Regions from separate parts of the Bombyx mori genome. Here region 2 is linked to region 1. The links are chromatin contacts, called in public Hi-C maps. All regions are on one chromosome and are shown on one strand. Each heading gives the region's core, a stretch centred on a gene start, on an enhancer-like site or on the middle of the called end of the contact. The rest is flanking DNA. Distances are from core to core; before and after follow the strand shown. Region 1 overlaps LOC101738769. Region 2 holds the start of LOC101738769.

Region 1 (3,275 bases), core at 466-2,965:
GTTTTTGGTCGTAAAATTAATGTTGAGTTATATTTCAATGTGTCAGCTTCTAAGATAAACAGCTGATTGTGCAAGGTTAAGATTCTTATAATTTAAATTTATTAAAAGTCTATCGTAATCCGATAACTTTTGTGTCTAAACAGAAGTACTGCGACTTTTTAATTTATTCTAAATGGCTCTTTAAATATTAATTGTAGTTTATAATTGTGGTCTATTAATTTTATTTTACTATATCTTTAAAAGTACTCACTCAAGCTGAGATGTGAGCAATATGAGTTATTACATAGGCCATAGATATTGTACTACTTTTCAACCCGGAATGGATAACCGAAACATGCCAAAAAAGGGAGATTGGTACTGTTACATATCCCTCACATTACAATACACCGCCCACCATACGTTTTCACTACCTACAATTTTAAGATTATAGTCATTTCTATGCCTTACAATAGCTGTGGCGGCATCTTCGTCTTACATTTTTGTTTTGTGTTTGTATAAAAACGTACATGCGACATGCGTATAAAATGCATATTCGTAAAAAATATTAATCATTACTCAATCATCGTGTCTGTTTCTCATAAATAATATAAAGTGAAATCCAAGTTTTTGATGTCCCCCACATGGAGCGATGTATTTCGAATTCCACTCGGGATTATATCATGGTATTGCACAATGTAAACTTTCACTTACAATGACTTAAAAACATACTATGCAAAAGCCTATTGTAATGGATATTATCGGAATTCACTTTCGTTTTGAGAAGATACTGTTCTTAGCATATTTTATTTATTAAAAAAATAATTTTAATATAAAATTGATTGAAGTCAGCGAATGGCACTTGATAAAGTGTATTGAATCAGGAACGAATTGTTGATTTAAAAAAAAACAAATGTTAGTTTTACCAAAACCTATATATTATAGGTTTAGACTAAAACAATAACTAAAATTTAGGTTGGATATTAACACATATTACTATCAATATTAACAATTTATTGGTATAGTTTAGTGAATCCCACCCACCTTTTTAAGTTACCGGTGCCCATAGAAATTTCAATTTGATTGCCGCCACTCATTGCCATGAGGTTAGAGCCTAAATTCTATAGTGAAACAGTTGTTCCACCTTTAAAATTAGACTGGATGATTTTAGTATCTATGTAGACTTAGCCATACTTTGTTGTTTCTTCATCGTGGAAGTCATTCGTGAACACGTGTTAAGTACGTGTTTTATAAGAATAAAATTTTACCGTGCGGGATTTCAACCGCGGCTAGTGTCGTCACTTGATATTAGTTCACTGGTCGTGTTATCCTTCAGGTCAGAACGTATGTGTGGATATTAATTCAGCTATTAACAAATAATACCAGCCTCTGCCCACTGGTTTCCTGTTATCCGTCCGTGATAACAGCATCGCATTGCAAAACTCCGGGAGGCGTGTTTCAGTTTCAGAGGTAAATAATGTAATAATATTTCAAAATTCTGAATAATATAGTGTGACGTATAGCGTGACAAACATTTTAATTTTCTTGTAATTTATTATGATAAAATTTAACATTATTTAACGTTATTTCATGCATTGTCACTAATGTAAAGTTTAATCTAAATCAAATAGCTTTATTAAGAAATAACTTTATGAAATTTTAACAATCAGCTGTAGTAATGTGTTACTTCCTTACAGGCGTAGGCGAACTAGCTTTCCATTTAACCACTTATTATATCTCGTCATAAAAATATTTGAGTTACATTGCATAGTCAAAAGTATTTTAAGACTTAATTTGTTTCTGACTGTAGGTTATATATATCATTGTACTTTTACTCGATGTTGTAACATTTATTGTTTAGTAGTTTTGAATACCACAAAGTCTTCAAGATAACAAATATTTGTTAGTATTTATAGTGGAACTTAAGCGACATAAACTTGAATGTTCAATTTGATGAAGATTTATTTTTTATTGCTTAGATGGGTGAACCAGATCACAGCCCCAGAAGAAATAGGCAGAAATAGGCAGCGTGGTGGTACCTACCCGTGAGGACTCACAAAAGGTCCACCCACCATTAAAAAATATGAGCAATGATGACGATATAGATAGTTAAGCTGTTTTTCCATTTGACTCCATACAGAGGAGGGCCGTTCGGATTGTCGATAATCCCATTCTCTCGGATCGTTTGGAGCCTCTCGGTCTGCGGAGAGACTTCGGTTCCCTCTGTATTTTGTACCGTATGTTCCATGGGGAATGCTCTGAGGAATTGTTCGAAATGATACCGGCATCTCGTTTTTACCATCGCACCGCCCGCCACCGGAATAGAGTTCATCCATACTACCTGGAGCCACTGCGGTCATCCACAGTGCGTTTCCAGAGATCTTTTTTGCCACGTACCATCCGGCTATGGAATGAGCTCCCTTCCACGGTGTTTCCCGAGCGCTATGACATGTCCTTCTTCAAACGAGGCTTGTGGAGAGTATTAAGCGGTAGGCAGCGGCTTGGCTCTGCCCCTGGCATTGCTGAAGTCCATGGGCGACGGTAACCACTCACCATCAGGTGGGCCGTATGCTCGTCTGCCTACAAGGGCAATAAAAAAAAAAAAAAAAATTTTCGTATTTGTTTCATAACTGTATACAAACAGAAGAACTGTTAGTCAGCAAGCTCATAATGTATTAAACACCATGGACAGATCTTGTGTCCGTTTACATAAATCTTCATCAGGCATCGTAGGTATTTCGAGTTCATATACATATGTAACATGATAAGTGATCACGTCATTTCGGTCCCTCCCGATCCACTAACGGTGCTTTTAGGTACCGAGCACCGGTCACCGTTGTCGTCCAACCCGTCGTGGCGTCGCTTGCGACGAAGGGCTCGGCAAGTAAATTAACCCACAGACACAGCCCATTGAGTTTTTCGTCGGATCTCCTTAGTGGGTCGCGTTTCCAATCCGGTGCTAGATTCTGCGAAGCACTGCTCTTGCGAGAGCTAGTGTTAGCATCGCTCTCAGGTTAGAGCCTCCTGAGCTCACATACTCGCTCGGTGATGCTGGCATAGCTCTCTAAGGCTACCAGTTTAGGTAGAAAAAAAAGTGATACGTGTTCGCAATGGCTCGAATTTGTAGCCTTAGTAATCTAGGTATGTGTACCTTGTAAATATATGACGAAAGACGAAGCCACGAAAATACGTTTATGAATAATAATATCTATTCCTGAATTTTAAAAAAAACTGCAAACTTACAGTTTGTTAGATTTCCAAACGTTATTAAGTCCGTAATAGAGGAAACGAGGAAGTTT
Region 2 (3,275 bases), core at 544-3,043, 45 kb after region 1:
ACTACGAAGTAAGGGATCGATGAACCTTACAATACAATCGAATAATAAATATATTTTATATAAATAAATAACTGGGAACAACTCGCGCGCGGTCATTCTGCCCCAAATTAGGGTTCCTTGTGTTATGGGTAATAGAGACTGATATACATATGTAGGGACCACAAATGTCCCCATAGGAACTAATAATTATATATGTGTATGTGTTAGCGGTAATTATATTGTAATGATAGCACGTTAGGTTGTAATCCCAATATACGTTAGTCACTTAACTGAACACATGTCTTATTAATCCTTGCCCGAAATAGAGACTCAACACATACTTATATACTTTTAAATATATAAATATATAGATAATAAACACGCTGACGGAGACAAAACAAACCTGTTCATCACATGAATGTTTACCGATGTGGGAATCGAACTCACGACCCTCGGCGCTGCAGTCAGGGGCGCTGACTGCTGCACCACCGTGTCAGTCAAATGAATGGGTTCATATTTATATTGAGTTTTTAGTATCGAAAGTTTTGTATTGTAATATAAAATACGTTTCAATATACATAGTAGATTAAATTCGATCTAAGTAGGTAAAATCAAAGGTACAATAATTAATCATTAGTGGTCATGATTTAAATTGCGATCGGAAGGCTTTAGAGGAAGAGGTAGACTTAAGAAGAAATAGATGGATTGTGTGAAAGACGATATAGGTAATAGGGGAGTGAGCGAAGAAACGGTATATGGTATAGGAGTGTGGAAGGAGAAAACATGTTGCGCCGATCTAGGTGACTGGGAGAAGGGCAGGAGAATGATGATGATGATTTAAATTGCCATTGAACGAAAGCCTTTGGCCCTCCTGAATATAAGTAGCTATCTGTCCTTGTTCATGTTTTTGATGAACACTATTAGCGCTAAGAGCCTTTTTAACTCATTGCAATCCATCAATCACAGCTCTATGAAAAAAAAAATTCATGAAATATTACATGAAATTATAAAGAAAAGTTACAAATTTAAATATTATCATTCGAACAGTTTGTTTTGATTGAGTTTATATTAAAACTAAGACAAATTAATAATAAAATATATATTTTATTTTTTATTTTTGATGTTTTGATGTGGTGGCCCAGATGCCTTTCCAGTTTCACCAGGACAGGTAATGTTAATAGTATTAATAATAATAAAATTAATAATAGGATCTTGCTCGTCGTCCCCTTCAATAGAAATACAAAAAAAAAAATATAAAATACTTATTGTAAATTAAAACTATTAAAATGTGATAACAAAAAAAAAATCATCTGTCAATCTGTCTGTCTGTCAACCAATATTAATCTAAAAAAATAAATAGATGTTAGTTAAATGAAGACCTAAATAATTTAGAACGCAAAATGGCGCGAAAATATTTAGAAGTAGTTTCGCAACGCACGATTTTGTTCTACATTTCAAAATTCTAAAAATATTTTTTTAATTATTGTTTTTTTTTGTGAAAAAAAAAAGTAATAAAGATCAACGTACCATTTTTATCAGTTCTCCTGCTGTCGCCCGCAGGAACGGCCGTGACGACAGAAATCAATAGAATAGTTGCTATGATCCTCGCACGCACATCCATGGTCTATATTTTATTTCACTATATTAAAAAAAAAAAAAGTAATTGTTTTATTTATTCCACGAGCGACAGCGAAGTTATGTTGCGTGCGTCCGCCCGATGCAGACTGCAGTTTACAACTAAAGCCCGATCAAATACACTTTCTACGTTCACAAGTTTCGTGTCCATCCGCACCGCATGTAATCGCTATTGCGTTCTGCGATTGTGAATTACAAACGAAATATCGACGATTCGTGTAGATAATATGTTTGAATTTACGTTTTTATTTTTATTTTTTATGTGTAATATTAATTGATTTCTCCGTATTGGTACAGGCTTGAATTGATTCGCTTAAGAAAGATGTAACCGCTTTCAAAGTTCGTGACCCGAGGTTGTTGCTACATTGTGCATTGTCTATTTCGATTCTCAGTTTATTTTTAGTTGTTTTATGAAATTATTCGTGAATAAACTATATTATTTCCAGTATTGTATTAAATGTTCTCAGATATGCGTGGCTCTCAGGAAAAAAAACATATTTCAGCTAAAGTGTTCGAATGTGGTTCTGTTGAGGTAGAGACTCAATACACACACTCAAAGTCAAGACGTGTATGTAGGACGATTAATGATAAAATATATTTTACATCTTTTTTTTTATTATAACTTCTTCCTGTGGCTTTTTGCAACGTCATTTTTATGTACTAATCTCGGGCTTATTAAATCTTGAATCATTGTTTACATACACATTTTTTCTACAAAAATTAAAATGTATTGAATTTATTTGTTGTTTTTTTTTGTAACTGTAATAAATTACTTAACTTAGTATATAGAGGAAAATGAAATAATGTTCTAGTAAAAGAGTGGAATTGACTGAGTTCTAGCTGGGCTTTTTGGAAGAACCTGAGAAGTTACGTCCAGCGATTTAGTTTCATTTTTTCACACAATACATTATATAGCAGTTAATGACGCTGAACTATGTTTGTATTTCTTTTCTATGAGCTTAAACCGATAAACGAAAAGAGGCTGAAATGGAATTAAATTAACAATATCGAATTAACAAATCCAAAAACGCAATTTACGTAATCAAATTTCTGTATACTTTGGTTTATTTGTTTTTAATATAAACGATACAAAAAGTTAATTTTTTTTATAGCCGATTGATTGAATGATATAGTTGATTCTTGAATGAAAGAGTATGAAATAATATTCCAGTAAAATAGTGGGAATATGCTGAGACTTCATAGGACTTCTGTGGAATAGGCCCGAGAAGTTATATCCAAAGATTTTTATTGACTTGTGGCTAATGTGTGAGGTCGAAATTAAAAAAAAATGAATTTTGAAGATTCCTACGGTTTCAAGGAGGGTTTATTGAATTCCAAAGGTGCGGCGTCACAAGCGATTTATTTTTCCCTACCTAGTCACTGTTAGCCTTAGGGCTATTTCAACTACGCGCGGCTTGGAAGCGTATTCCTCAGTAAGACTAAGACTTAAACGATAAGATTTTTTCATAAAGAGAGTTATAAAAAATATTAAAATTACTAAAAAAAAGCTACGTGGTGGGGGGTAGGGAGACTAATAATCGACCTCAACGATGCCTGCTGGATTGGGCAGCAACTAAAGCACTAAATGAAAATAAGAGTTGCGCATCTATCTCAAATATTAAGTGTATAATCTATGACTAAGACTCAGTAAGTCCATGGAC

The links. A called contact is a pair of places that touch in the nucleus more often than the background predicts.
Region 2: a Hi-C map of midgut shows a contact between it and region 1, with 2.7 times the contacts expected there. The contact joins the promoter of LOC101738769 here to the enhancer-like site in region 1. A contact is called at or near these places in 3 of 7 Hi-C or Micro-C datasets (midgut and whole pupa).

Annotation. Positions count from the first base shown.
Region 1 is chr23:11,461,281-11,464,555 of ASM3026992v2, forward strand. All of the region lies in intron 1 of LOC101738769, which reads right to left. Among protein-coding and RNA genes, the nearest start is that of LOC119630349, 17 kb to the right of the region's middle. Within about 2 kb of position 1,716, at least 1 of the 8 cell types and tissues checked has open chromatin away from gene starts, as enhancers often do.
Region 2 is chr23:11,505,751-11,509,025 of ASM3026992v2, forward strand. It overlaps LOC101738769, which reads right to left and starts at 1,794. Exons shown (of 2, transcript XM_004932635.5): 1 at 1,507-1,794. The coding sequence starts at 1,600.